Linked DNA regions of Mus musculus: all the other regions are linked to region 5. Evidence: chromatin contacts called from public Hi-C, HiChIP or PLAC-seq and promoter capture Hi-C data. All regions are on one chromosome and are shown on one strand. Each heading gives the region's core, a stretch centred on a gene start, on an enhancer-like site or on the middle of the called end of the contact. The rest is flanking DNA. Distances are from core to core; before and after follow the strand shown. Region 1 overlaps Kif26b (kinesin family member 26B). Region 2 overlaps Kif26b (kinesin family member 26B). Region 3 overlaps Kif26b (kinesin family member 26B). Region 4 overlaps Kif26b (kinesin family member 26B). Region 5 holds the start of Kif26b (kinesin family member 26B).

Region 1 (5,826 bases), core at 94-2,593, 170 kb before region 5:
AGGACAGCCTTGGATGTCACTCCTCAGGAGCCACCCACTTTGCTTTTGTAGGTTTGTTTGAGATAGGGTCTCTCACGGGCCTGGAGCTTACCAAGTAAGTTAGACTGGCAGGCAGGCAGGCAAGCCCTAGGGTTCTGCCTGCCTCGGCCTATCCAGAACTGGGATTTCAAGTGTACAACCTGATAGACTGGTTTTGTTTCTAATGTAAGTTCTAGGGGGACAAACTCAGGTCCTCATGCTTGTGAGCAAGGTGTGTACTTACTGGCTGTCTCTCTCTCTCTCTCTCTCTCTCTCTCTCTCTCTCTCTCACACACACACACACACACACACACACATCCCCAAATAGCCCTTAATCTCTGATAATCCTGCCTCTAGCATCCATGTGCTTGGATTGCAGGTGTGTGTCACCACCATGCTTTGTGATGCTGGGTACTGAATACAAGGGTCTCTACATTCTAGGCAAGCACCCTACTGACTAAGCTGCATCTCTAGATCTTGACCATGAGAGTTCCAACGTTTAAGAACTTCCGATGTCTAGAGTCTAGCCCATCACAGTCTCTAGGGACTGGGCTGTCCTTCAACTTAATGCTTCAGAGAGAGCTTATCCCACAATGAACTCAGCACGCACCACGCTGGCCCAGTTTCTCCGTCCATTTCTAGGGTAGCCTGCAGCATTATATGCCTACAATAATCCTTTGTCTTTCATTCCGAAGTTCATGCAATTTAAAATACATCTTGCTATTACCAAGTCCATTTTCACATGTCAAATCCTGTCCCTAAATGTCAGTGCAGGAACTGTGTTCACCTAGATTATGCACGAGCGATTTTCAACTCGTCATTAGGAAGGAACTGGCTGTGTTTATGGAGGATGCTTTATTTTCAAATTCTAGAGGAACCTCCCTCCAATCCAGGTCACCACAGGGATCCTTTGCCACATTCGAGGGGTCAAGCATGAAAGGACGGTAGTGGGAATGAGAGGCGTGGGCTCTCCGTCCAGAAAGCCTGCCAAGTCCTGCAGACAGGGGAGACTCAGATGAAGGCACCAGAGCTAAAGGAACTTTGTTCTGTGTGCGCTTTGTTTAAATCCCAGAGTGGGAGATGACCCACAATAAGCCACTTGAACCCTTTTCTCTCTGTAATTCTCTGGTTGAAATACAGTATGTGGGAGTTCTTTCAGTGGCAGTTATGAAGCCTTTTCAGAGGCCAAATCTGAATGCTGCACAGCTACGAATGAGGAGTGGGGCTGCCCAACAACAACCTGCAGAGATTTAATGGCTACCCTCCCCATCCTCACCCCTCTGAGGCCTCCCCACCTTCCCAGCCCACTGCCAGGAGCATGAGCCCAGCGAGCTCCGCCCCTCTCCCCTGCAGACTGCTGCTGTTTGCACTGTAGCTAGTCTATTGGAAGCCAGAGTAATAAGAACAAACTCTGCTAAACTAAATTGCTCCTTTGTTCACCATTATCATAAAATTTTTATGTAGGAACTAATAAAAACATGTTTTACGTGCACAGTTACATGGGTTTACACAGGCAATAATATCCAGCAAGTTATAGTCATAAATTCAGTTATAGACACTTAGGAATAAATATTTTATCTTCCCCAATGGCTTCATTTATTGGAAGGAAGGTGTGAACACAGAGGCAGATAGCTGGTCTGAGACTTCTAAGGGCCCTTAAGTCCCCCTGCATGCCTCTCCATGGGACCAGACAGGTTCTTTCACAAGTTTCTGGATAATTTTCACAATTCGTTAGCCTCCTAAGAACTCTGTGAATCAGGCCTCCCATCCACGTAAATAGAATGTTTTTGCACAAATGCTATTAAAAGTAAGTCAGTTTTGAAATGAAGATGGAGTTGTCCTGATTTTTATTATTTTTTTCATTAATTAATTTATGTTTTCACTTTACCTCTGATCGCAGCCCCAGTCCCACCCTTAAAAATCCCCTCCCCTTCTCAGAGGAGGGTATGCCCCCTTGGGTACCATACCACCCTGGGATATTAAGTCCCAGCAGGACTAAGCACATTCTTTCCCACTGAGGCCCTACCAGGCAGTCGATTAAAGAAAGGAGGACCTAATGGCAGGCAACAGAGTCAGAGGCAGCCCTCACTCCACTTGTTAGAGGACCAACAGGAAGACCAGGCTACACATCTGTCACAAATGTGCTGTTTTAGGCAAATAAAACATATTCAGTGATCCTTCCAATCAAAGATTAGGGGTAAATTGACAAGAAGTTTGATTAAGGGGGCCTTAATGGAACCAGAATCCAACAACCATCAAAATCGGTCGCTAGCTGTCCTGTCCATCCTTCAGTCAAAACTGTGCGGTACAAACTTCTTCTGCATTAAATGTTCCTTTGTCCTAGAGTGGAGCTCTCCAACAGAAAGACAGAGGTACCACAAATGCATTTGCTGCTCTGTTGGACAGCAGTAACCAGATTTAAAAGCACAAAGGAAGAGATGAAATTCACTTCAGTGACCTTATCTCTCACCCATGATATCCAATGTACATTCAATATTATAATCATATTTAAAAGCAAAACCAATAAAACTTTTCCAGGGAGTAAGTCTCTGAAACCTGAAAAGTGGTCATCACTTATGGCACAGAGCCCTTTTGACTAGCCAGCCCCACTTCAGATGTCAGTAACTACATATGGCTATTGGCCACCATACTGAACATCACATATCTAAGATTCATGGAACAGAAGCAATGGCTTGGTCGCGGAGAGCTCATTCTTACAGAGGACCTGGGCTTGTTTCTCAGCTCTCCCATGGTGCACCAAGCCACCCATAACTTCAGTTCCAAATGATCTGACACCCCCTTCTGACCTCCACAGGCACCAGGCACACACGTGATAGATACAGGGACAAACACACAGGCAAAACCCTCATGCAAATAAAGATACAATGATGAAACCTAAAGGAAGAATGCTTTTAAAGACATCACTGTTTACAGCTAATAAAAATGCCAATAAGCAAGTGCCAGACGAGTGCTCTACCACCGAGTTCTTCCTCAGCATAGGCCCCATCTGATGACTTTATACACTGGGAGCAGAACTCACTTAGGTTAAAACGATAGCATTTGAAATTTGAAATGTATATAAAGAAAATATCTAATAATAATAATTAAAAAACCTGTGAGATTACGACACTTCGAGACCAGAAATCACTAAAATTCCAAGACTTTCTAAAAAAAAAAAAAGTTTTGTTTTGTGCACTTCCTTCTCTAGCCAGGGATCAATAAGCAAAGATGAGGTGAACCCTAAAAGACCAGAAGTAGATTAGAAAGCGTCACCACCCTGGCCCTCCACCAGCCTTCCAGACCCCTGTGGCCTTGCAAACACAGCCCACACTGAAGTCCCTTTCACAGAAAATAGTGCTCTTGTAAAATGAGAACCTATTCTTACATTTTACTCTCTCTTCAAAGAACTTATGCCATGGATTTCTGCAACCTTTAAAAAAAAATGTCAGCTTGTGTCAGTCTCCCAGCACATCTCTGATCCTTAGACACTGAGGAAGCCATTCATGAAGGGAGCTTTGAAAGCAAGGAAATCCAGTGGGAAAGTTAGGGACAGTTGGCGCCACGGCTCTGGCTTTTATTAGTAAAACCTTTGGTGGTTTAATCGGCTTCTTGGGCCTGAGCATCACCATCCATCTAAAAATCACCTCGATAATTCTAATGTGCATTGTATCTTGCGAGTGTTTTTATTGATGTGCTTTTGTAATTAATAATGCATGTTGGTGCATGTTAAAGCCGGTTGTCAGAACGGCAGGGACCAGACCTGCTGAATGTCCCTTTTGATTGAGCTGGCTAAAGCACTGCCTGCATAGAAATGCCCGATTATCATACAAGTTACTGCCCTTGACGCATCAGAAGCAAAACAATGCCGAGAGAGGAGCCTCAAATAAATACATCTGCTGCTGGATTCACAAGATGTGTTGTCTCGATACAAAACAAAGATTGTCAAAATGGTTTTTTTTTCTCCTTTTGGAGTAAGGAAGCCCTGACAGTGGTCAGTTTTGCAATAGGCAAACATGAAGGATCCCATGCATCAAATAACCATAAGCACAGAAAACTGCACACCCAGAGCTCCTCACACACAAAAGAAAGCACCTTGCACAAATGTATCTGAGTTTGATGGTGCACACCTGTAAACCCCAGCACTCAGGAAATGGAGGCACTAGTACTAAGACAACCTAGGTACTGAACAACCTAGCTCCAAAAAAACAACCCCTGAGGTATGGTTCATTAGCACAGTTCATTAGCAAGCATTGTAGAATAGGAGTAGTGTTTTGTTTTGTTTCAAGACAGGTTTCTCTGTGTATGCCCTGACTGTCCAGAAACTCACTCTGTAGACCAGGCTGGCCTCGAACGTACAAAGATCCAAGTGCTGGGATTAAAGGCATGTGTCACCATGCCTGGCTTTATGAGTGGTCTTGGACTCCAGAGAACAGAGTTTTAGCTTTCAAGGGAATAAAAGACTGGCTGTGAAGTTGATGTGCCCTGTGATCGAAAGTGTACCTAGCTAACACTTCATAGTATACTGTTCAAATGACCAATAGCTATGATAACATCACTGCGGAAAGATCTTCCAAACAAAAGCAACACCGAATGGTTAAGTGCAGTCTTATCCTAATATATGGTCTATAGCAGTGGTTCTCAACCTATGGGCTGCATCGACCCCCTGGGAGGGGGAGTCAAACAACTCTTTCTCAGGCACCACCTAAGATCATCAGAAAACACAGAGATTTACATTATGATTCATAACAGTAGCAAACTTTCAGTTATGAAGTAGCAATGAAAATAATTATGGTGGGGGCGGGGTCCACAGGAAACATCCACCTTATTTTTGAAACAGGGTCTCTCACAGGCAAGGACCATACCAAGTAGACTAGACTAGCTGGCCAGCAAGCCCAGCTTCTTGCCCCAAGGTTACAAATACACAACATCCCGTCCAGCCTTCTAAGGATCAAAACCAGGCCCTGGGGCTCTCATGGCAAGCACCATACTGTCTCCCTAGTCCCACAACTGCATGCATTTCTTTGATGACTGCTTATGGTTCTTAGGTTGTGTGGCCTAGCTCCAGATGTGCTATTTCACTTGAGATACTTGAAGAAAATCCAGCCAACTGCTTAGAAAACGAGGAAACATCTTACCAGCCTTTAATGGCATCACTAACAGTCTTCTTTGATGCTACACTAAAGTTCAACAAGTGCCAATCTCTTAAAGGTTTACCGAAATGAACGTTCTGGGTCTGTATCGAGAAACCGTGTGCTTGGGGTTGGGAGAAACGGCTCAACCATGAAAAGGACCTGCTGCTCTTGTAAAGGACCCAGCTTCAGCTCCTAGCACACAGATTGGGCATCTTAGAACTGACAGCAACTCAAACTCCAGAGGATTCTATGCCCTCTTCTAGCCTCCGAGGGCACTGCACCCGTGTGAGATACACACAGACAAGTAGGCACCCACACATAATAATAATAAAAAAGAAATTATAAATAAATTTACATTTAATTTGTTTAATACATAAATAAAAATACATAAATTTAAAAGGAAACGAAGTACTCCAGTGTACTAAAACTTGTAGATTTCAAAGGATCTTATGTTCCCTTCAAATGGATCTTAGGTTACAAGATCTGTAATCTAACACATGGATTGCCTGCACAACAGTGACTTGTTGAGTTATAAACAGCTTCCAGAGATTGGCACATTACAATATGTAGCATCAATAAGTCACATCTGTTGCTATCACCATGAATCGTCACAGAGAAAGCTTTTAAGGTTGAGAAGTGTCTGGGCTCTTGTGGTGGTGGAATCGAGTTTCTAAAT
Region 2 (5,668 bases), core at 1,343-3,842, 200 kb before region 5:
GCCCATGGCCGTCATGATGGGGAGCATGGCAGCAGGCAGGCAAGCAGGCATAGCACTGGAACGGGAGCAGTAGCTGAGAGCTGTAATCTTATCCACAACCACAAGCAGAGAGAGAATTGGGAATAACATGAGCTTATGAGACCTCAAACCCTGCCCCAGTGGCACATCTTCTCCAATAAGGTCACACCCCTTAATCCTTCTCAAACAGTTCCATCAACCAAGCATTCAAACACATGACCCTATAGGGCCATTCCCATTCAAACCACCACAATCTCCCAGGTTTAAATTTTATTTTGTGCAAAGGTAAGATGATACTTTTCTGCTTTACTCTGTTTCCAATACTCTCCATGATAATGTCCAACAAAGCTTGCAGATCATAACTATCAAATGAAATTCTAGTGACTCCGTCTTTAGTTCATCTCCTCAGTTGGGAAATATCTCAGGGGCAATCACCTCAAAAGAATGATTAGAGATGGGGAAATGCTCAGTCAGTCAATTACTTGCCTAAGGATCCCCCAGAACCCAGGTATAAAGGTAGACAGGTAGTACACGCTTGTAATAGTGTGCTGGCCAGCCAGCTAGACAGCTTGGCAGAGTTCCAGCTGATGAGCATCCTTGTCTCAAACAAAAGGCAGAAGGCTCATGTGAAAAAATAGCTGAGGTCATCCACTGACTTTACATGTATCCACAAACACAGGGCTATCCCACAAGAGCATGCATGGCCTCTGTCTAGACAAAAATGTGTACGCATGCGCATGTGAATGTGCACACACACACACACACACACACACACACACACATTTTGCCTTAGCTGTTTCTCCTCTCTTATGTAATCTCTTCTACTCATTTCTCCCAGACTATTCAGCCCTGATTTTATTTATTTATTTATTTATTTATTTATTTATTTATTTGGTTTTTTTGAGACAGGGTTTCTCTGTATAGCCCTGGCTGTCCTGGAACTCACTCTGTAGACCAGGCCAGCCTTGAACTCAGAAATCTGTCTCCCGAGTGATGATTTTTTTATTTCCTGGAAAAATATAACTCCAAGTTTGGAGCTTTCCCCCTTAATTGTTTGGGGCTGTGTGGTTGAGCCAATTCCGTGCCTTCCGTGGGATTCTTGGTATTTATGCTTTCCTTCCTAAGGAAATGACCGTTTGTCCCAAACTTTGTTCACTCTAAGACAATTTTCTCACCTTCTCAAATACTTTTCAGTGTGTGTGTGTGTGTGTGTGTGTGTGTGTGTGTGTGTGTGTGTGCATGTCTACACATGTAAAGGCCAGAGGTTGATGCCAGCATTACCCCCTCTCTGGCTCTTCACTTTGTTTCTTGAGCAGGATCTCTCATTGAACTTGGAGCTCACTGTTTTGGCTAGATGGCCTGGCCGGGGTCTCTCGGCTCCTCAGCACTGAGGTTAGAGAAGTGACTACCATACCCAAAAGCACTTTGTGTCACTAAATTAGTTTATGTTGTTTATAATTCTATAACAGATGAAATCACATGATGAGGAGTGTTCTGGTTTTAGCAGGGAGCCTGGTTTATTTTCAGTCACATGATTATTCTGAGATCCACGTAAATTATCACAAGTAGCAACAGTCTGAACATTTGAAGGGTATCCTGCTGTATAAAACATCTCATGTTTTGCTTATTTACTTATCTGTCAGAGAACATTTGCAAGGCTTCCAGGTTTTGATTTTTATGACTTATTCTCTATCAACATCCATGCATATCTTAGCGTACACCACTGTGTCTCTCCAGTCAATGCTGTTGGTGGCATGGTGGTAAAATCCAGTCTGATTGCTTCTGCTATAACATACTTAAAAGCCTTGCCTAAAAGCATAGCCTCCCACCCTTTGTGCATTTTCCCAAAAATGTCAACATAGTTCTAAAAGGACAAGATGAAAAAGTAAAAATAAAGTTGTTTCTGTGTCCTGCGGACCATCTCAGTTTTGTGCTCTAGGGCAGAGCAGAGCACAGCTGACCCAGGAGACAGAGAATCCCCTAGGAAGGGGAGGAAACAGGAGTTCTCTAAGATCAGCTCTGGTACACAGGTGCCAATCAAAGTGCCACCACCAGCCCACCGGGCTCGTATCATCTGCAAACAGAGTGGAACTTATGGCTTATAACAGAGAATGAAGAAGGAAGTCCCTGGATGGATGGCTTTGTCTCTGCTGCTCTTAGACCTGTTTTAAATTTTGTGTAAAACTCCTGAGCAAAAATGGAGAAGGATGAAACATCATAAAAGAGGAAGGAGGGAGAGAGATGGACAAAAAAAGCAGATTAAATTCCCAGTCTATGCTTCATGTAATGACTTTCCTTATCTTCCAGTAATTTTTTTTTAAAGCAAAGGTCAAAAGACCTGGAGTGAATAGTTACTTGTATTTAGAGCTATGGCCAGAGACCATGTTTAGGCTGTCGCCCTCAATGCCTCTTTTGTGAAAGGGCCATCACAGAATATAACGGGTGGTAATTTTGAAGCTCCAGGTGTAAAGGAAATAGTCTTGTTATTTTTAATTTATGAGCTCCTGTGGCAATACACTCACTCGCCAGGAACCCCTCCAGATGTGTAAAGAAATACCAGTGATGCTTAAATTTACTGCAGCTGGAACAGCCCTTTGCTTCCCTGCTCCCACCCTCAACCACATAGCTCCATAAATCAGGCCTCTTCATGGCCTATGTTGAACGGAAACAGAGAACATGCAAAGTAGTAAATCCACAACAGGTATCTGGGACTGCGGTTGGCAGTCGGTACCACAGAGAGGCAGAAAGAGGCATGGCATCTAGTCTTATGCTCTCTGTCTCTACTATAAAAGCCAAAACCAAACGCTCATCATCTCAAGGAGTGTGCAATAGGAGATACACAACTTACTCAAACGGCTTGAGGGTTGGGCTACCACTGTCAAGGAGAGGATGTGAGGAATGAGGTCTAGAAGACTGGTTAAGCCCAGAGGGTCTGAGATAAATTCTACCTGAGGACCAGCAGGTGTCACCTCAACAGCCAGAGTGACTTCTAAGAAATAAAGTCAGGAGTGGCCTCCTCAGGCTTCAATAGGGGAGTGATAGAGCACAGCAAACGCTGTGTGCTTCCTTCTGAAACTTGGCAGCTTGGGACTGACTCCAGGATGTCTACCAGCACAAAAAAAAATAATAATAATGACAAGAACATACAATTTACAGAGCTGGATATCAAGGCTTTGGACACGATAGGTCAAGGTTTAGCACAGAGCCAGAGCTCAACTTTACTAATAAGTAGTAGTATTTTGCTGAGCTGGGGATAGAACCCAGGGCTTTGCACTAGCTAATCAAGTCCTCTATTACTAAGCCACACCTAACTCCAGCCCTGTAGCTTCTACCACTACAGAAGTCCACCATGCCTCTACAGAGGAAAGGCTGCTGTGGACAGGCACTTCTCTGAGACTGTTAACAGATGTCTGTGTCCCCAGGTAACATGGCCCCCCCCCTTAGTGGCACTGCTGCCAATCGAGGGATTGGTACTATTTGAAGGGATCAGCCCTGGTCACCCTGCAGGGAGGAAGAACAATCTCTGGCCAGGAGGGTTAGTCTTCAGTGGACACAGAAAACAAAGGAACTAGAAACCACCAAAAGGACACAAAGGAACTAGAAACCACCAAAAGGACACAGTTGAGCAAAAGAACTAGGTTTAAAGAAGCAGGGTCTGGAAGGAGGCCTGAAGCCTCGGGTGCAGTGGTTATGTAGATGTGCTCCACAGTGCTCAGGAGACACTGCTTCTGAGGTGAAGGATGGACTTCACCAGTGGACAGGGGAGGAAGCTGGCAACCTCCATGGCATACACCATCGCCACCCCGAGGTGCACTCCCCAGATACTCTGTTTGAGGCTGCCAGGAGCTCAGGCCTCTCCCTAGAAATGGAGCATGTAAAGATGGAATGAGCTATTCAGGAAAGGGATTTGGGCATCAGGCTAGTAAGCGAATAAAGGAAGAAGATCATTTTCGACAAAAGTGAGTTATGGGAAGACACTTTTAACTTCTAAGCACACCAAAGGCTTAGGTAAGGCAATAGCAAATGTTTCTGTATACTCTGTCCTAATTGTGTATGTTGTTTCTAGCTGTTCTTATTGGGCTGAGATCTCCTTAATGGAATTGGCTGTCCTAGTTCTGTTTTGGTTTCTTAAGTATCTAGGATAGTACCGTGTGTCCTACCAATAATAGATGCTGGATAGATGGGTAAAGGATGACTGGATGAATGGACAGATGGATGGATAGGTAGATATATGGATGATGAATAGATGGATGAATGGATGGATGGGTGGACAGATGGATGGATGGTTGGATAGATGGGTGGATAGATGAGTGGATGGATGATAGATACTCTCAGGATCTTACACAGGGTTCCCTTGGAAACATCCCTGGGATTGACAACTGGTATCACTTGTCCGTCAGTCTACTTAGAAAATCTAAGTGGTGGAAGGACCTTTTACCAGTGTTATTCCAGATATGGAACAAAGAAGTGGCTTTATGTCAACTGGTCCCTGCCAGTCTTGTCTAGGAGCTGCTCCCAAGTCATTACACACCCCCTAGACCCCATCCCACCCCGACTTGACAAACTAGACCACACTGTGGGCAAATACTAGGGCTCAGTAGTCAGTGGAAACTCTCAGATATTGCCACAGACGTTAATTAGCTCATGAGAAATATGAAGTTTTATATAAGAAAGTTAAGTAGGAAAAAGTGTGTGTGTGTGTGTGTGTGTGTGTGTGTGTGTGTGTGTGTGTGTGTGTATGCATGTGGTATGGGTCTTCTCATGAGCTCCTGAAAGGCCTTTGAGGAAAATGCTTGGGGCAGGGTAACAGCAGCAGAGAGGAGAAGGAGGGCCCCACAGCCAGGCTGGACACAGCCAGCTGAGACTCTTAGACACAAGGAAATCCCTGAGTCTCTGTCATCAAGTCCTCTCCCAGCATCCAGCCTGATTCTTGGAGCTCTTCAGTGGTAAAAATGAGAACTGTAAACACCCAGGTGTTCATGGTATTGATATAGCAACTGAAGTTTTCTCTTAAACCTAGACAATAACTGTAAAATTCTGAATAATCAGGTTTCAAAACAGTTTGCTTTTTCCCATAAATACTACCTTGCCACTTCAGGTTGAGCACCAGAGAGACAGCTATAATAATGTATGAAAATTTATTTGAGAAAAATGAACCACATTTATTTTTCTGAAGTATCTAAAAGGCCAGAGCTGGCTTCTGAGCGATGGCTTATACTGCATCATTTTCTTTTATCCACAGGGGCTCGCCTCATGCTGATAATCTCCTTTCAACACAGGTCTGGGGACAAGTCCTTCCCTTGTCCCTGCCAAGGCCCTTTCTTTCCTCTGCTGGGCTTTGGAAGGGACAGACCATAGCCTGGGTGGGCTCTGGGTCTGGAGTATGCCAAGAAAATGACACGGGCTATTATGTCTAGGCTCATGAAATCCTCTCTTCCAAATTCCAGTGTGCTTCATGAACAAAGAGATCAGGTACCATGGAAAGAGGTCCAATGGGGCATTCCACCCAATCCTGTTGCTTAAAAAAATGATGTGCACTTATCAGAAGTAGCAACCTACAATGTAGAAACCTACAACAGAAAGCATCTACCTGCCTAACCATCTGGGTTACCTCTATCAATAGCGCTAGTCTTTCCCACAGTCGAGGGCT
Region 3 (6,066 bases), core at 2,555-5,054, 140 kb before region 5:
CATGGCAAGGGGTTCTTAAGCTCAGTACAAAGGCTAAGGACAGAACAGCACCACGGAGCTTCCTCACTCAGTCCCTTCAGGCTGCCAATGGTGGCAGGCACTGCTGTTCTGACCACAGGACATTTAAAAACTATTCGTTTGCTTTGTTTTGTTTGTTTCCTGTCATAACTAAGACCAGGTAGTGACAACTAGTGGGTAGAGACAAACCTGTTAACCTGTTGTTAACCTCTGTACCTTACAGAGCACAGAATGCGCCCCTCTCTGACCTTAATACATAACTACCTATCCCCAAATAACTTTATGTCATGGCAGAAACCCTAACCTTTGAACTTCACAGGATCCCTCCACATGACTCTCAGTGGAGGAAAGTCTCTTGCAAGGTAAAGGAGGCCAGGTATTTTATACCCAGACACACAGCCTAGGTTTCTGTCCTTGATTTTCCTTGGACATAAAACACTAAACTCTACATGGCTCATTCCCTTAATGCTCTGCTCCAGCGGAAGCTGGCAGTGAAGCTGGGTTTGGAGGGTGTATGACAACCCTCAGACTACTATAAGCCCCACACGCTGGTAGAAGTCACATCCTGGACACTCGTCCCAGCCCCTATTCTTCCCTCTCACTGGCATTATAGACAGTTCCCTTCCTGATGACAGTGTCGTGGCTCAGAGAGCCACCAGCTGTTTCTAGGCAAGCGTGCAGTGGAAAGGACTTGGAGTCCCAGTTCTTGGTCACTTAAAAATGTGGATTTGGTACATAGCTTCAAGGACGGCTTCTGGAGTCTGTTATTTACATTTGTCTCTTGCCCAGGGTAACAACGGGGACAACGGAGGTGGCTTTGTCTATAAGATAATTTCAAACCTCTGGCCAGACTTCCCATCATGGTAACTGTGCAGTTTCCCTTCTGGAGAAAGAAAAGCAGTGCCACAAGAAGACAAAGTCATCTGAAGATGTAATTTGGTGACAGAAGACACCAAGAATTTCTTTGTTCTTTCAAAATAACAAACCCACATTTACGTAGCTCAGACCATTTACCAGGCCTGTGCTGGCTTTGCTTTGTTTGAGGGAAATCACAGACTCTGACCTAAATGCCCAAGGCTGGAGGAGACCCTTAGAGAGCCTTAGAGGCCAGAGCTGAACAATACGTGTGTGTGTGTGTGTGTGTGTGTGTGTGTGTGTGTGTGTGTGCGTGTGTTATATACTATGATTATATGAGCAAGTGTTGCGTGCATGTAGGGACCAGTGGTACCCTCCTCAGCACCTTTCTGCTTTGTGTTTTGAGAAAGGGTCTCACTAAACCCAATGCTCATTTATTTGGCTGGCCTGGCTGGCCAATGAGCTCCAGAGATCTGTCTGCCTCTGCTTCCCCACAGGCAGTGATTATAGACTATGCTATTGCACCCAGCTTTTACATGGTTACTAGAAACCACCTTACCCATTCACCCATCCCTAGCCCTCATTGCATGTTAGTATCTCCATCCTTGATACACTAGAAATGGCTTAGCATACCCTGGAACCGCAGTTAGAACATCCCATCAAAACCTGGCACAAGATGCCTGTACTAGAACCAACAACTTCTCTAAACCTACTTCTGAGGTCCTCCATCACCAAACTCATGCACACTTATTTGAGGAAGAAGGACTACATAAATCTAGAGGTCACTCCTTACCCTCTGTGGGGAGAAGATGAAGTCCCAAGTGTATTGCTGACACGGACATGGGCAACGACCCCAATGTCTCAGATCCATGGAAATGGCAAAGCCACCTTCTGGTCCAAGTGCTAGGATTAATGAACAACTGAACAATGTGTGCAAAAGCTAGCAACCACAGCTTCCTCCTCCTGGATGGATGGATGGATGACTGCAGCCTGAGACTGATCCCCTACAAAGACCTCCCGCTGAGACTAGCTTAGCCCCTCCTCCGTGTGTGCTGTATGTAATGAACGACTTGAGAAACTGGGTTGTGTAATAGGTGCCACCCATCAAAGCAAGCACAGCCCACTCAATTCCAGATTTCCAAATGTCTGATACCTGTCATTTCTTTATTCCTGCATTCCACCAATCAAATTCCCGAGACTCAGCGATCCTCCTTCCTTCCACAATAAGCTTTTGGGAAAAGGTCTGGCTGAAAATTAAGATTTTCAAACACAGGAAGAAAACTCAGTCTTCTTCCAAGCCTGCCTCTGTCACACTTCCAGCTTGATCTTGAAAAGGGAGGGCCGTAAAATGTTTATCGTGATTCACGTAGTCTGGCGAAAAATCCAAACCAAAAATCTAGCACAAAACTCTGCCCTGAGTATGTTCTAGGGAACTGTAAAGGGGGGGGGGGGAGATCATACCAGACAAGACCTTCTTAAATAGGTCTTGATTTTGACTTTTGCTTGTGGATTTATCAACACCCTTGGTGTGACCCTGACTCCGTCTGTTCACATTCACCATCTATCAGAAGAGAGGAAAAGCTTAGGTGTGACATGCTGCACGTGGTCACAGTCCTAAACTGTACAGTAGCATTTTACAGTGCAGAGCTTTCCAATATGAGGGCAAGTAAAGCTTTGTCGAGTTCTCTAGTCATTCATCTTGCACGTTCACTCACACCTCTTCATTCAACAGCGTCGGTCATTCCTCGCTTGTTTAGTGTCGACTTGTGCATTCCTTTGGTCCATGTCACAAAGCTAACGCAGTTCTAAAGTTTATGGATATTACAAAACACACTACAATTAAAGATTCCAGAGAGAAAGCAGTCTGCCCTCTGCATGTGGGGACTCAGTAAATAGCTCTGGACTTCATTCTGAACACCTAGGTTTTAGTTTAAGGCTTAAGCTTTGCTATTTTCCAGTTTGATCACTGTGGTAAGTCATTCAATCTTTCTTTATCATTTTTCAAATGTGTGTGTGTGTGTGTGTACACACGCTCACGTGCGCACATATACGTGCACACATGAATGTGTGGGCATGCATGTGTACATGTGTGTGGGCATGCATATGTACATGTGTGTGGGCATTCATGTGTACATGTGTGTGGGCATTCATGTGTACATGTGTGTGGGCATGAATGTGGAAGCCTGAGGTTGCTGTCAGGAATCACCCTCAATTGCTCTTAATTTCTAGCCATCGAGGCAGTCTCTCACTCAAATCTAGAGCTCAACAACGTCACCATGGCCAGTTTGTCCAGGGAATTCTGTCTTTGTCTTCTGAGGCTGGAATCACATGCAGGCCACTAGACACACCCAGCATTTACATGGGTTTCTAAGGCTCTGAAGCCTAGCCCTGAGCCTCCTGCAGCAAGCACTTTACCTACTGAACTACCTTCCCAGCATCTGCCTCACTCAGTTCTTCAGGTCTGAATTTCCTTATCAAACAGGCAAGTAGACTCCTCTTCCCTGGGCATTTACATGAAGATGGAATAGATCACAGACACAAAAGTACTGTATGATGGGCCCTGCAAACACAGCATGCCATTCTTACAGATGCTAAGATTTTCCTGTGCTTAATATTCAAAAAAGCACAGCTGGGATGTAAGCCAGGCCTGATGGTGCATGGCTCAGCTTGCAGCTAATGGTTCAAGGCCTACGTATCAGAAGAGGTGACATAGAACAGCAAAGAGACCACCCAAGTAAGCATTCAAGTATGAAGGGCCAAGATGCAAGTGCCAAGCCTGGTACAATGTCCCTCTCCATTTGCTGACCCCATGTCTGGCCAGAGGCAAGCTTTCAGCTAAGTACCACACAGATGGGTCAAAACAGACAAAGACTACCACAGCTCATGATCTGCCTGGTCTTTATTAGCACCCACATTAGAATACTGTGCCCACAGTCACAAAACACTTGTGACAAGTCACTTCCTTGCCACTTCCTCTTACTGCTGAGGTGGCCGGGCAGACGAATGGAACTTTCCAGAAAAAAAAAAAAAAAAAAAAAACCAACAGTCTCCTGCCATCCAACTGTCTGCTAGAAGCCACTTCAGAGGCAAGCCAAGAGAATAGATGACTTAGAGATGGTTGCCCAGAGTCTCTGCATCTAGGAAGAACTGAACCATGAATGCTCTGGCTGCAGACTAGAAGAGATGTTCCCATTAAACAAGAGGCCTGCCTAACCAGCAGTTTTTCCCAGAGCCCAGCCCTGAGTGGTTCTGAGAAGCAAGCCTGAGCAGCCCTCAGGGTGCAGAACAATAGAACATCCACAGTGCACCAGGACATTTGCATCTGGAAGAAAGCTCTGTGAAGCCTTGTTTGGGCCTTGATGGTTTGGGAAAGTGCACGTTGGACAGGAAAGTGGTAGGCCTGAGAGTATTACCACCCCATTCTTAGAGATTACTGGCAGTCTCTACGGTCTGAAACAGGGTGTGCTTCAGAGTGGGCTACGGTGTCTCCTGAGAGCCATGCAGCCACCTAAAGGTCCACTTCTCTGTGCTTCTTGGCCTTGTCTATCCGGAGATGGTTGGGACTCTCCAGGAACTGCCTCCACAAAGAAAAGCTTCAGCCTGGCAAGAGCTTACATTCAAGGACTCTGCAGTCCTGGGACTGTTCCCAGACAGACAGACAGTACATAGCTCTGGACCTGCTGAGCTGCCCTTGACCAGAACTTATTGTGTCCACCAACCCAGCAGCACCAGGCCAGCTGACTTCACAAGCACTGCCTGAATCCCCTATCTTTAGGGAAAAGACTGTGGCAATTATATACAAACTGTACTCAGGACTGTCTACTCACAATGGCAGGGCCAAGAGGTGTCCCACAAGACTTTAAAACTGTTCCTAGACAAAGCCTTTGGGAGTCTGTCTCTGGAAAGTGCTTTCTCATGTGGTTCCCTGCTGAATTTGTACAAAAGCTTATTCTCAAAGGACTTCATTTTTTTGTGTTCTTTGAGCTTCAAATACAGTTATAGTCAATATTAATTCTCCTGTGTTTGAGAGCTGAAAACACAGCCCAGCTGTGACAGCGGCTTGATTCATTCCAGATCTTTCCCTAGTATTATTTACAAGCAGAATTTTAGTTGCTGCTTCTGCAAATAGTAGAACCCAATTTATGTTAACTGAGTCCAGCCTTTTTTCTGAGAAGCTAATTCATTAATCCAATATTGTTGAGGCATTATTAAAAAAAACCTTTAAACTCTTGGCAGTTACTATCACAGTGGATTTTTGTTGTTTTCTTTTGCTTCTATTAAATGCTTCAACATTAATGAGTTCTATGTATTTCAAAGGTTTGGGAAAGTAGTAAAGTAAGATTATTGATGTTTTCCTCTTCGAAATATGATGGCCCTTTAGCCAGACCATAACTTGTTAATGTTATTTAAACCATTCCTATTTATAACCACCATCAACTAAAAAACATGTTATAAAATCTTCTGGAATCTTTTATTACAGGTTTAGGCACATTTATATGTGTCTGAAAACTTAATAAGGGAGGAAATATGATTCGCTTACATATTCATTATTTTATTCAGTCTCTAAATGGGAATAAATTTACAATCAAAGAAAAAAACATTTAAACCTAACTCAGCTCATGGAGTTTTGGAAGCATACAGCTATGCATTCCTGTGGTGATAAAAGCATGGGATACTATGGAAATTAATGTATTGAACCCCTAGAAACAGTAATGGGTCAAATAAGCAATGCCTAGCCATGCTAACATGGAGTAAATGATCGGAGGTGGCCCAGCCCACATGAAACATGGGAAACAATAAGGCAGGCAGAGGAAAGGGGGCTTTTGGAATCAGAGTGAGGGGCACAGGCGGCCTCTCTGTGAAGGGAGACCTGAAAGGAGTTGCTGTGAGCTACAACCAGCTCTTTGAAGAAGAGGGCCAGGCAAAGAAGTAGGTACATTCCAAGGCTCTGGCCTGAGACAGCCATTGTGCTTAGGAGCAGCAAAAAGCCAGCCTGGCTACAGTGGAACAAATAAAGAGGAAAATGGCGGAGAAGAGCTCAGTGGGACTGCTGTCGTCCAACAAATGCCCCCCAAATCCATTCAGTTGACATTCAGATGATCACTATGCTCTTGGACCTTTGCAAAGTGGCCAGGACCCAAGGGCACGAGGACTATAACAGAGGCCCCAGAGAGCTCCCACACCCTTCCAGCA
Region 4 (5,561 bases), core at 2,234-4,733, 220 kb before region 5:
CATCTCTACCTCTTCTTTCCGTGCAGGAACATCAATAGTTACTAAGCCTGATCCTAGTGGTCTTCTGTCAGCAGGTATGGCTGACCTCATGAAGATCGAGGTTGCTGTGCAATGATGATAGCTGTGTATAATCCGAGTCTACTCAAGATATCTCCCACAGAGACCTAAACTTAACCTTGCAAAGCAGTTGTGTAACGGGATCAAACATTCTGTATTCACTTCCTTGTTCCTTGGTTTGTCCCAGCAGATTACCACTTGGCCCCTGTATGCTTAGTGACCAATGAGAAGCTGCTCTGACTGGCTATAAGGTTCAGAAAACCTGTGAGAAGGTAGAACCAAGAAGTCTATTTAGAACGTTTGCTGTGTCACTCCTAAGTAATCCAACACTGTTTAGAATTACAGTACAGGCCACACACGTGTATACACACACAAACATCACATGCATACACGTATATAAATGCACATCCATGGACACATAAACAAACACAGAGTTCACACACACACACACACACACACACACACACACACACACACAAATAAATAAATACCTAAAATAACAGAATCAATCACATGATCTTTAGCACTGTTTCCCAGATCAGGCACAGTCAACTGCACAAGGAAATGGATGTGCTATAATCAGATTCTATTTCCAAAAGTGGGGCTAGGTTGTTCTTGAGATAATCTAGTGCCTTTCTGGGTTTCCTTATTCTTCCATGGACTACAAGTGATGGTGGTTGGGGGCGGGGGGGCTGAGGGGGAGATATCAGGGAAAGAGGAAGAGACCTTAGTCATGGACTTTATACTCCACATGCCCGAGCTTGGTGTGTCCTTTTGTGCCTGCATAGAAACAGGAGCAGCCTTGCACTGGATCACCAGACTGTACCACCATTCTCCCATCTCCCATCCTGCCATTTGTTTTTGATCTTATGTCCTTTTTGATTAAAATGTGTTAAGTGCACACATGATGGGAGTCTAGTGTGGTTATTTCATTTCATAAATACCACATGGCTGAAGAAATCAAAGCTCCTTTTGACCACTCTACCCACTGCTTGATGCTCAGGCCAACACTAGCTGCTCTGGGTATGAGATGGGATGCAGGGGTGCCTGTCGTTTTGTTTGTCCCGTTTTACTTAACACAGTGTTCCCCAGCTCCACCTGCCTTGCCAAAACCGACAGGATTGTATTATTCTTTATGGTTGGATGGCACTGCATTGTGCATAGAGAGCCACGCTTTCTTTCTCTATTCATCCGCTGACAGGTACCCAGCATCTACAGCCAACTGATTCCTAACAGAGGTGCCAAGACACACACGGGAGAGGGGACAGCCTGTTCCGAAAACAGTGCTGGGGAAGCTGGGCCTTTCTGTGTGGAGCACAGCGAGCAAATCAAGTTCACTGTGCAAAAACAACCCACCCGAAAACCTAAATCTAAGAGCTGATGAGCTGTGACCGAGCTCAGGGGCTGAGCCCATGTATGAGTCTCTAGGTTCAACCCCAGAACCAGGGAAAATAGAATAAAAAAAAAATGAACAAAAAAACCCCTCAAACTCAGAAACTCATGAAAGAAACACATGGGAAACTCTCAAAGACTCCAGTGTAGGCACTATTTTAAATATCTTGTTTTATTAGTTTGTCTATTATTAGCTTTCGTCTTTTCTTTTTGGGTCTTTTGTTGGGGGAGCCATTGTTGTTTTATTTTTCAGATCTTGCTCTGTAGCCCTGGCTGGCCTCAAACTCATTCTGTAAACCAGGTTGACCTTGAACTCACAGAAATCATTCCTCAGTCCTTCCAAGTTGCTGGCACTGCAGGTTTGTCTGGGCTATCAGTCCAACTAATTTACAAGACCCTCCAATCACAGGAAACAAAAGCAAAAACAGGCAAATGTGGTTTCACCAAAAGAACAGGCTTATCCTCGCCAGTATGAGATTTTTATTCCACTCTTCAAACATATTTTTTTATTTCTGCTGCTCTAGAACATAGTTTTGTTTTGACTTACGAACTCAGCTCTTCTTCCAGCTCAGGTAACCACAATGCTCCCATTCATTGACTGGTCCATCCCAAGATTCTATATGTCCAGGTTCCACAATGTTGCATAGCCTATGTGGTCCCAGAGGAAGCAGCAGTGCCTTGTGCAGGAACATGCCACAAGTGCATGGGACATCAGTTCCGTGCAGTCTGGACAGGCACAAGGTGCTATTTCTATGTCCTACAATAGACAAGGCTGAACTCCTTGATATAGATGTAGAATCTCAACCACTGGTCCACAGACAAGTAGGAGTAAAAAGATAACTAGGGGGCAGAGACACGACTCAGGAGTTAAAAGCACTAGATGCTCTTGCAGAGAGCACAGGATTGGGTCCCAGCACCCACAGGGCAGTTCATAACTGTAAAGAAAGTTCCAGAAGATTTGGTGCCCTCATCTGGCCTCTGTGGGCACTGCATGCACAGGGTATGCTTATATACATGCAGGTAAACACACACACACACACACACACACACACACACACACACACACTCATTATCATCATCATCATCATCATAACAATAGTAATAATAAATGGATCTAAAAGAATAACTAAATTGGGAAGCAAGCAGAGTTCAAATTCCAACCTGTCGGGAAGAAAAGCCACAACAGAGGAGATAGGTAGGCAGCGAGCCTTGCAGAAACTACTGATCAACTCCCTTGGATTTGCTTTCCTTTTTTTTTTCCTCTTCTCCAGACCGCAGGATGGAAATAATTGGGTGTTTGCAAACAAAATGCAGAAAGAGGAAATGCTCCGTCTAAAGCTGTAATTAGCATGTCATTGCTGTCTGTGATGTGTGCACACAGAGATGCATTCCTACCGAAGTGGCTTCCTCTTCCACCCCTGCCTACTTCCAAAATGGGCCTGAGTGACAAGATACAATGGAACAAGACTACAGACTTAACAGTGCTAAAACCTGCTCCTACCCGCAGGTACTACCTACAGTTCACCGGTTGTTCCGAATGATAATGGAGGTGACCAGCCTAGGGAAATTACCATGCTGGAAATGAATGCTTGGCTTTTATTTGCAGGCTAAGGACGCTAACGTTTCTCCTAACTGGGCTCACGTCATATTTGATGAATGCTCAAACATGATTGTACCAGTAGCATTTTCTCTGAAAATTGCAACAATTACTCATTAGCAAATGAGGGCCCTCGGGCAATGAATCCGCTCCGAAGACTGAGTGCCCTGTTACCAACACATGCAACAAATTAATCCTGAAAGTTTGGCACTTGGAATGGGGATTAGAGTGTTGCAATTAAAATTCACATGTACAAGTTGCATCCGTTATTGCTTCTAAAAAATTTATTTGACCTTTCTGTGGCAAGTCGCCTGTCCTAGGTTAAAAGGAACTTTAAAGTGCATGAAGATATGAGCAACGAACCTCTACAGTGAAGCAGGCAGGAAAGGATGGAACTGAATTCGGAGCATATGGAGCCTGGAACGGACTTTTGGTCAGACTCATTAGTGGATGCTGAATAAATTCAGTCACCATCTGCTTGTTCTTCCACACCCTGGAACAGCAGTACCTGCCCAAGGCTCATCCTGCCTTTCCCCACCCCACCCCCCTGCCCCCTTAGAGTCTTTGGCTGCTATCTTCATGTCATTTTAAATATAGTATAGCTGGTCTCTTGCTACCACCTGGAGCTTGGACTGCTGCTAAGAGATGGGTTTGAGGACAGTTGACTAGGTTTCTGCCCCTTGCTATTAAGCCTGGGCAAGATCCTCAGTATTTTTATCTGTTTCCCAAAGCAGAAAAGATGCAGACTGGAATGCGTGTTCATCCTTGGAGCAGTTCTGGCCCTCCAGCACTCAAAAATAATAACTGGCCTAATTTTTGCAAGACTTCCTCGGGGAAAATGCAAGTATTTCTGTATTACCTTAAACCACAAAAAGCAATTTGGCAGCTTCTAGAAAAGGAGAAGGCAGACATCTCTATGTTGGAGCAACCTCATCACTACCTTTGAAAGCTTGCACATGCGCACAAGGGGAGGTGATGGACACACATTCCCAACAGTGTGCACAAACACAAAATATTGGGATGATGGTGAAGAGGGAGGATAAATAAGTTGTGGTATTTCCACAGAATAGATCAGCCCCACTTTATTAAGATGCTTCAATCCCAGAAGCATAACGCTGAGGAAGTAATGTTGCAACAGAAACATGGATGGTAACATTTGTCAAAACTCTAAAACTGTGACACAATGTTTCACGTTGCTTAGAGAAACATGTATGCCGGGTGTTTAAACCGAGCACTTCTGGAGGGGAAGAGGAGAGAGATGAACAAGGTCTGCAGAGGCCTCAACCATACTGCTGTCTTATTTCCTTAGGAAATGATTGATGAGTGGGGACCTTATGACTTCTAAGCTTTCTTCTTCTAGTCACAGTTTGTATGTATAAACTACTGCTTGACTTGAAAAAGCATCTGAGCTGTACTATTGGTTTTGTTGTTGTTTCCTTGTCTGTTTTGATGTGGAATCTCAGTCTGCGGCCCCAACCTCAGAATCATGATCTCCCTGCCTCAGCCATCTGGGTTGTGAGGTTGCAGGAGTGTCGGGCACAGTCAGTGCCTACTTTTGCTTTGGTTGAGAACATCTGTCCTCTGTGATGAGCTGCAGTCTGAGGCCACAGATATGACACGCTGTTTACCTTGCAGCTTCCCTCCCTAGAGCAATTCATTATAAAAGTTTTCCTTATTATAATTCCTAATGGTCAAGAAAAAAATTCTCGTGTTACTTTACGAACCAACCCTGTACATCAATGGCATATTTAGATAATGGATCGTTCTCTCATTTAAAAGCATTTATGTAGTCCCCTGAGTGTGCACAGCCCCATGCCAGGGTTGGGAAACGATAATGGGGTTATATTATAAAAGGAGCTTGGCCACTGCAGTTTCATTAAAAATTAAAATATTTTGGGTAACTCAGTTCATACTTTAAAAATAACATAATGGAGTTCTTTAGAAACTAGGAAAACCCCCCAAATACTCCAAGAAGAGTATGAAAGAAAAGAAACAAAAAACTTTAGCAGAAACCACTAACCAAAGGAAACGTGGGGGAATTTTCAAACGTTATACAATTTTAAGCTATCAAAGGGCAAAGGTAACACTCAGTCTTGGTACAAATCCAGGGGACTGAGTACTCAGCACCCGGGCAGAGTGTGGCCCTCTGCCCCAAACAGCTTAACAATAGCAGCAGCCCCAAAGATTTTCCTGCTAGACTTACAGGTGAAGACAGCAAACAGGGACATGCATGGGACTTCTCATGCAAGGATACTCAGAGAAAGAGCTTTATCATAGCGAGTCACTTAAATATACAACAGGGTAGTCATTAAATAAGATGTTATGATGTAATGGGATAACCAGAGGCTCGTTTGGGTTTGTTTTTCCGTTCATATAAAATGACATGGGCAAACATTCAAGAAAAAAACAAAAAACATCAGCTGAGAATATTCTGCTCGGGTAAACTGGATGCTGTAAACGATGTATGCTGTCACCCGCCCACACACCCACCACGGGTTCCCAGAACTCCCTGGAT
Region 5 (5,283 bases), core at 1,502-4,001:
TCAGAAGATAAGCTCTCCTCAGAGAAGGATAGCGTCCAAGAGGACCTGCCGTCTCAGGGGCTGTACTTTGAACGGGGTGGGAAATCAAGTAATATTAATGGAAAAAAAGAAACTAGGTCTGTGTTTGGGGAAAGGTGTTAAATCAAGACAGTGTAAGGCTGAGAGAGGATCCTGGCCCTGAGATTTACTCTTGCGGTGTCCTGGAAGATTAATGAAGGAACGACAAAAATGCCAAATTGACAATAACCCAGAGTTAATTATTCTCGAGATTAAGTTCTAGATTTATAAAACCAATTCTCCCGGGAGCGACTTTTCCCGTTTTAAATTTTACAGCAGTCTATGGCTGTCTGTGTAATTGAAGCCTGGTATACAAAACATCCATGTGTGTGCATGGATAAGCAGAAGAGGCAAGCAGATGTGGCTACTCCTAAGCCCTGCTATTCGGAATCACAATATTTCATTTCAAAAGTCACAAAAAAATAAACCAGAAAATGTCATTGAGCAGTGTCAGCAACCTCCCCCCCAGTAATGCGGTTTTCTTGATGTTTTTCTCGAACCACTGATAAAAACTCTTTGAAGTGGATGAGTAAATATTATCATGTGATAGTACTTGGACCCAACTGTGCAAATACAACTGCATTGTGTTCCGCTCTGGGGGCTCCAGGCCGGTCAAACCACGCAGACGGGGTTGCTATGGAGGAACCAATGTGCTTATTAAATAAGCCCAGGAGCAGGTCAGGATGTAGCTCAGCTCTTACAGCGGGCCACCTCTTAATCTTCCTCACTTAGACACATGGAGTGTTAAGAGAGAAATGCTGGCTTTGGAAAATATGTTTCTGTGATGCAGGGAAGGTAGAGCCACAAATAAGCCATTGGAACCTGGAACTCGCAGCAGCTGGCTGTTAGTGCCCCCTTTGGCATGCTGCTGCAGACAGGGTAGGGAGAACCTGTATGGCTAACCCACTGGGGGCATCCCCTGGCGCCGCGAAGCCGGGTGCTCAGCTAGGGGCCTTACACCCGGGCGCCTCGAGGCAGCATCCTAAGGTGGGGCGCATCTTCCCGCAGAGCACCCCGCAGTAGCTCACCTTTCCCGGGAGGGGTCCCGGCAGCAGCAGCTTGAGAGCCTGCCTCTTCAGCTCCACCAAGCGGGCGTTACAGTTCTCGCACCAGACGCCGCGGTCGGAGCCGGGGGAGGAGCCGCCGCCGCTGCCCGAGCCAGGGGAGCCGGTGCCGAAGCCGGGTGAGCCGCCCAGAGAGCCGGGCGAGCTGGTACCAATGCCCGGAGATGCAGGTCCCGGAGAGCCGGTGAAGGAGCTCGGGGACGAGGTGCCCGAGCCCGGGGACGGGGTGCCCGATGAGCCCAGCGCAGAGCCTGCTCCCTCCGGGGTGGGCCGGCTGCCGGCGCGCGACTCCTCGTAAGCCTTGCGGTACCAGCTCTCAGGAGAGCAGGGCGCTGAGGGCTTGGTGGGCGAGCACATTTCGTTCACCTGCCGGAGAGACGCGCGGCGTCAGGCCCTGTAGAGCCATCAGTCCCCCGTGCGGCGGAGGGCTGGTGGGGGGGGGGGGTCGCCGTCCTGCCCGCACTGATGCAAACCTGCCCTCCATCTATCTCCATCCTTCAAGTGACCAATCCTTAAGGAAGTCCTGTCCCACCCACCCTCGCCAGAGTGACCCGCACGCAGGTCCCCCTCCATTCCTCCTGGGGTCAGCACAAGAGCTTGCGGGGTGTGGATATCCTGCAGCTTCTGCGAGAACACCCAGAAATCCAGCGCCCTACTCTTTCAAACCCGGTACCCACCCCAGCAAGGGCCTAGGTACACAGTCCTAGAACACCCTATCGCAGGGTGGGTGACTGTGACTTCTGGATGTTTACTCATTCGGGGAACAGCCCCCACCCCAGGTCCTGCAGGTAAAGCAAACGGGCTCCCCGCTCCAGGGCAGCGATCCGAGGGAAGAGCAGAGGAATTCCTGGGAAATGCTCCCCCTCGGCTTAACTCTGTCTGCAAGTCCCGAAATACTGCAAAAGTTAAGGGTGTGAGGAAAGGGAGGAACCAAGGGCTGAAGACATTCCCGTAGCCAGGCGAGCTGCAGACCCGCCTCCATGCACGCACGACCCCGCCGGCCGTGGGGACGCCGGTGCACCCGAGAGCTGGGGACCCTGCATCCGCCGCCGGCTCCCGGGAAGCAGAGGACACCCACTCAGATGAGTCCCTGGAAACGCATCTCCTCGTGGACACCGCCACAACTTACCCCGTATTTCTTGCCCCTGGTGGAGACCGCAAGCCTCTCTTTATTTCCGGCTACCGAATTCATGGTGGCTCTTCCAGAGGAAAGGGTCTAAATGTTCCCACAAGGCTACATCCAAAAGGTCTGCCAACCCAGACGCGTCCCCCCTCGTGGTAGGGGTTGGTCCTCAAGTCAAGATTTCTTAATGGGGGGTTGGGAAGAATGAAAGCAAATGGACCCCAGAAGTAATAGCACCAATTTGCAGGAAAGGTTGGAACGGCTGGTGGTTCTCAAATAATGGGTCTTCTCATCTCTCTGCCTCCTCCAGCCACGCGTCCTCTCTTCGCGGTCACATCCAGATCGCTAGCATTTTCCTCCACCCGGCCAGCGCGCGTTCTCCTCTAGCGGGGCCGAAACGGAGGAGGACGGCGGCGAGGACGCAGGGAGGCTGCAGGGAAGGTGGGCGAGCCCTCGCCGAGCCGAGCCGGCGGTGGGAACTTGCCTCCTTCCCCGAGCTCGCTAACTGAGTTCAAAGAAATTCTCCCAAAATATAAGGATCCAGACTCGGGGAGGAGCCACGGCGTGTCGCCGAGCCAATATGCGCCGTCCCGTTTTCTCCTGACAGTTGCGCGCAGGGCAAGGAGAGGGCGGCTGTACGCGGCCGGAGAGCAGCCCGCGGTCAGGACGCGTGTGTCCGTCCGGGAGCAGCGCGGAGCCTAGGGAACCTCAGCCCCGCCGCCTCGGAGCCCGCCGGGCCGCCGCCGCCGCCTCGCCTGCCGCGATCCATTTACGGCGCGGCGCTTGGGCCTGGCATCGCCAGGCGCAGCCGGGGCGGGGGTGGGGTCGTAAATCTGGCTCCGGGCGGGGAAGTTGCTGGCGAGGGGCCCACAGCCCCGGGCTCCGGTGCTATCCAGCGCGCGAGCCTGTAGCTCGGAGTCGGCCGAGCTGCGCTGAAACGCAGCACCCAGGCCTCCCCGCCCCCCTCCCCGAGAGCTGGTCTCTTCCTGGCAAGGCGTGCAGGTCTGCCTTTGAAAAGCCGTGCAAACGGATTGAGTCACAAACAAGTCCGCAAACAGGCCGGGACCAACCCCCCCGCCCTTTGTTCTCCCAGACCTGCCTGGCAAACCTTGTCTTGATTCGCCCTCCTAGCCCCAGCGGGCCAGGGGACCCTCCTCCCCTGGACCCCGATTTGAGCACCGGGAGCCTTGAGCCCCCCTTCCCGCGCCCGCCCACGGGCCCAAGCCCCTGTTAATGAAGGGAAAACCTCCCGAGACCTGCACAGGTGAGCCCGAGACCCAGCCTGTAGCTGCCAGGCTGGGGAAACTGAGGGATTGGTCGCGCCGAACGCGCGCGGAAGGACTGCGCGGGCCTGGAGAGGGGGTGTGGCGCGAGCTGATCGACCTCGGGGACTGGGATCGTCCCCTTGCCCCTTTGCACGGTTGCCTGCCAGCACCCGGACCTGTGGGATCTCCAGAGCACCCAGCTGTCGCCCGCTGTCTGATTCCCGTCCCCCGCCCGGCGCAGCGCCCAGGAGCGCAGGAAGCCGGCGTACGCCGGGCTCCACACGTGGCTGCTCCGGGGTGTCATTTTTCATTTCCCGGGAGGACATTTCTTCTGGTGAGCCGGCAGGTCTATTTTGTTGTGACCTTTAATTAACACCCCACGAGACGCCTCCTGCGGGACCAGCCGGGCGCGGAGATCACGTGTGGTGTAATGGCATCTGGGTACCCCGGAAAGACCTGGCCTGGGGCTAGGCGGGGGCAGGAGGACATTTCGGGCTTCCCTAGTCGCTGTCTTCCTTCAACATATGCAAGAGAAAGGAGGGGGCAGAATACAACAATTGGGGTGCTAGAACCCGGGGCAACGCCCCCCCCTCCTGTCTTCCTGTGTGAACCTTCGGCGCCTCCCGGGCATCGCCATCCCCGCCCAGCGCCCTCTGCAGCTGGTGCACCCCGGATATTTCATAGCCTCTAAAGCGAGGCGAGAAGGTCAAAATGAAGATGTTGAGAACACTGTGGAAGTTTCCATTACGTTCCTACTTCCAATTTCAACGCGATCATATCTGCCGAAGACCTTAGGGGGACTGGTAGCCTCCAGGCAGCCCAACTGCAGCCGCATCTGTATTCTGCCTAGGTGCCGCGGAAAATATCGTCGCCATTAGCTACGCGCGGCTTATCAGCCTCAAAGCAGCATGTGGCCAGGTGAAATGGACGAGCCCGTGAAGCCCGAAGTGGGAAAGGTGGGGTGTCGAAGGGAGAGCCATTGCGGAGCTGCACGATTCGTCCTGAAGAATGATGAGCCCTGAGATCTGATGTGCATCTCAAAATATCTTCGGTCCCCGGCGTTTGATGGGCTCGGAGCGCCCTCTGTTGGTGAAATTTTATAGATGGCGGCTCCTCAAGAGAGTTGATGTAAAATCTACATACAGTGAAATGCATAAAATTTAAGTGTAAAATTCCATGAGTTTCTATAAATAAATACATACACGAATATATCTATATATGTATATATATACAATATATATATACAATCTAATATATATATACAATCTAATATATATAATATATATATAATATATATACATACACAATCTAATATATATATATATATACAATCTAATATAGTCCCCAAATTAAGGTGTAAATTCTTCTCACTGACCCGCCCCCCCCCTTCCCAGCAGTCCCACCCCACATTAACAATTAGCAGTTACTGTTCCGGCCTCCATCACCACAGTTCACTTTTGACTGATCTTGATTTTTTATTTTTATTTATTTATTTATTTATTTTTGGTCTAGAGAATCCGAATATCTTTTGTGTTTGGCTTAACATGGTTTGGGGTTTCCTGTTACTGTTTGCATGGGTCTGTTTCCTATTTTGCTGTCTTACACGCCCCCCCCCACTTGCCTTTCTTTTTAATTGAATAATGTTTTCATATTCTCTGGTCCTTTGACTGAGCCCCTAGCTCTAATGACTCTCATATGAATCTTTGACTTAGCCTGGGCTGTTCAGAAGTAGCATGGCAGACTTCATTAAAATGTACACTTTTGGCAGTCCCAA

The links. Promoter capture Hi-C pulls out the DNA fragments that hold promoters and counts their contacts. Hi-C and Micro-C count contacts between places; a contact is called where the count stands out from the background. HiChIP or PLAC-seq counts read pairs in DNA pulled down with a chosen protein or histone mark.
Region 1: an H3K4me3 HiChIP or PLAC-seq map of embryonic limb bud shows a contact between it and region 5, with 5 times the contacts expected there. The contact joins the enhancer-like site here to the promoter of Kif26b in region 5. A contact is called at or near these places in 17 of 39 promoter capture datasets (the 3T3-L1 cell line, 3T3-L1-derived adipocytes, the HPC-7 cell line and 10 more), 2 of 15 datasets of contacts at CTCF or cohesin (hippocampal excitatory neurons and stem cell-derived epiblast-like cells), 25 of 484 Hi-C or Micro-C datasets (the HL-1 cell line, the MC3T3-E1 cell line, Sertoli cells and 13 more), 18 of 115 datasets of contacts at active chromatin or transcription factors (SST interneurons, VIP interneurons, bone marrow-derived macrophages and 12 more) and 3 of 9 other capture datasets (adipose tissue, embryonic stem cells and pancreatic islet).
Region 2: an H3K4me3 HiChIP or PLAC-seq map of embryonic limb bud shows a contact between it and region 5, with 4 times the contacts expected there. The contact joins the enhancer-like site here to the promoter of Kif26b in region 5. A contact is called at or near these places in 7 of 39 promoter capture datasets (3T3-L1-derived adipocytes, the HPC-7 cell line, embryonic stem cells and 4 more), 11 of 484 Hi-C or Micro-C datasets (the G1E-ER4 cell line, the HL-1 cell line, cortical neurons and 3 more), 16 of 115 datasets of contacts at active chromatin or transcription factors (bone marrow-derived macrophages, cardiomyocytes, craniofacial prominence and 8 more) and 3 of 9 other capture datasets (adipose tissue, embryonic stem cells and pancreatic islet).
Region 3: a promoter capture Hi-C map of maxillary cranial neural crest shows a contact between it and region 5, with 5 times the contacts expected there. The contact joins the enhancer-like site here to the promoter of Kif26b in region 5. A contact is called at or near these places in 16 of 39 promoter capture datasets (the 3T3-L1 cell line, 3T3-L1-derived adipocytes, the HPC-7 cell line and 11 more), 7 of 484 Hi-C or Micro-C datasets (embryonic fibroblasts, embryonic limb bud, gonadal supporting cells and 4 more), 12 of 115 datasets of contacts at active chromatin or transcription factors (PVALB interneurons, bone marrow-derived macrophages, cardiomyocytes and 6 more) and 1 of 9 other capture datasets (adipose tissue).
Region 4: a contact with region 5 is called in a Hi-C map of cerebellar granule neurons, with 4 times the contacts expected there. The contact joins the enhancer-like site here to the promoter of Kif26b in region 5. A contact is called at or near these places in 14 of 39 promoter capture datasets (the 3T3-L1 cell line, 3T3-L1-derived adipocytes, the HPC-7 cell line and 9 more), 1 of 15 datasets of contacts at CTCF or cohesin (the NIH/3T3 cell line), 32 of 484 Hi-C or Micro-C datasets (the G1E-ER4 cell line, cerebellar granule neurons, cerebellum and 11 more), 18 of 115 datasets of contacts at active chromatin or transcription factors (bone marrow-derived macrophages, cardiomyocytes, craniofacial prominence and 10 more) and 3 of 9 other capture datasets (adipose tissue, embryonic stem cells and liver).

The regions. Positions count from the first base shown.
Region 1 is chr1:178,695,813-178,701,638 of GRCm38.p6, reverse strand. All of the region lies in intron 3 of Kif26b (kinesin family member 26B), which reads right to left. Among named protein-coding and RNA genes, the nearest start is that of Gm24405, 62 kb to the right of the region's middle. Within about 2 kb of position 1,343, at least 3 of the 459 cell types and tissues checked have an H3K27ac peak or open chromatin away from gene starts, as enhancers often do. A contact at or near this core is called in embryonic limb bud, where this site is marked.
Region 2 is chr1:178,725,420-178,731,087 of GRCm38.p6, reverse strand. All of the region lies in intron 4 of Kif26b (kinesin family member 26B), which reads right to left. Among named protein-coding and RNA genes, the nearest start is that of Gm46249, 48 kb to the left of the region's middle. Within about 2 kb of position 2,592, at least 4 of the 459 cell types and tissues checked have an H3K27ac peak or open chromatin away from gene starts, as enhancers often do. A contact at or near this core is called in embryonic limb bud, where this site is marked.
Region 3 is chr1:178,662,564-178,668,629 of GRCm38.p6, reverse strand. All of the region lies in intron 2 of Kif26b (kinesin family member 26B), which reads right to left. Among named protein-coding and RNA genes, the nearest start is that of Gm24405, 29 kb to the right of the region's middle. Within about 2 kb of position 3,804, at least 11 of the 459 cell types and tissues checked have an H3K27ac peak or open chromatin away from gene starts, as enhancers often do. A contact at or near this core is called in bone marrow-derived macrophages, where this site is marked.
Region 4 is chr1:178,745,658-178,751,218 of GRCm38.p6, reverse strand. All of the region lies in intron 4 of Kif26b (kinesin family member 26B), which reads right to left. It also overlaps the pseudogene Gm34176. Among named protein-coding and RNA genes, the nearest start is that of Gm46249, 28 kb to the left of the region's middle. Within about 2 kb of position 3,483, at least 7 of the 459 cell types and tissues checked have an H3K27ac peak or open chromatin away from gene starts, as enhancers often do. A contact at or near this core is called in cerebellar granule neurons, cerebellum and hippocampal neurons, where this site is marked.
Region 5 is chr1:178,526,593-178,531,875 of GRCm38.p6, reverse strand. Kif26b (kinesin family member 26B) reads right to left here and starts at 2,751. Exons shown (of 15, transcript NM_001161665.1): 1 at 2,251-2,751; 2 at 1,086-1,487. The coding sequence starts at 2,313.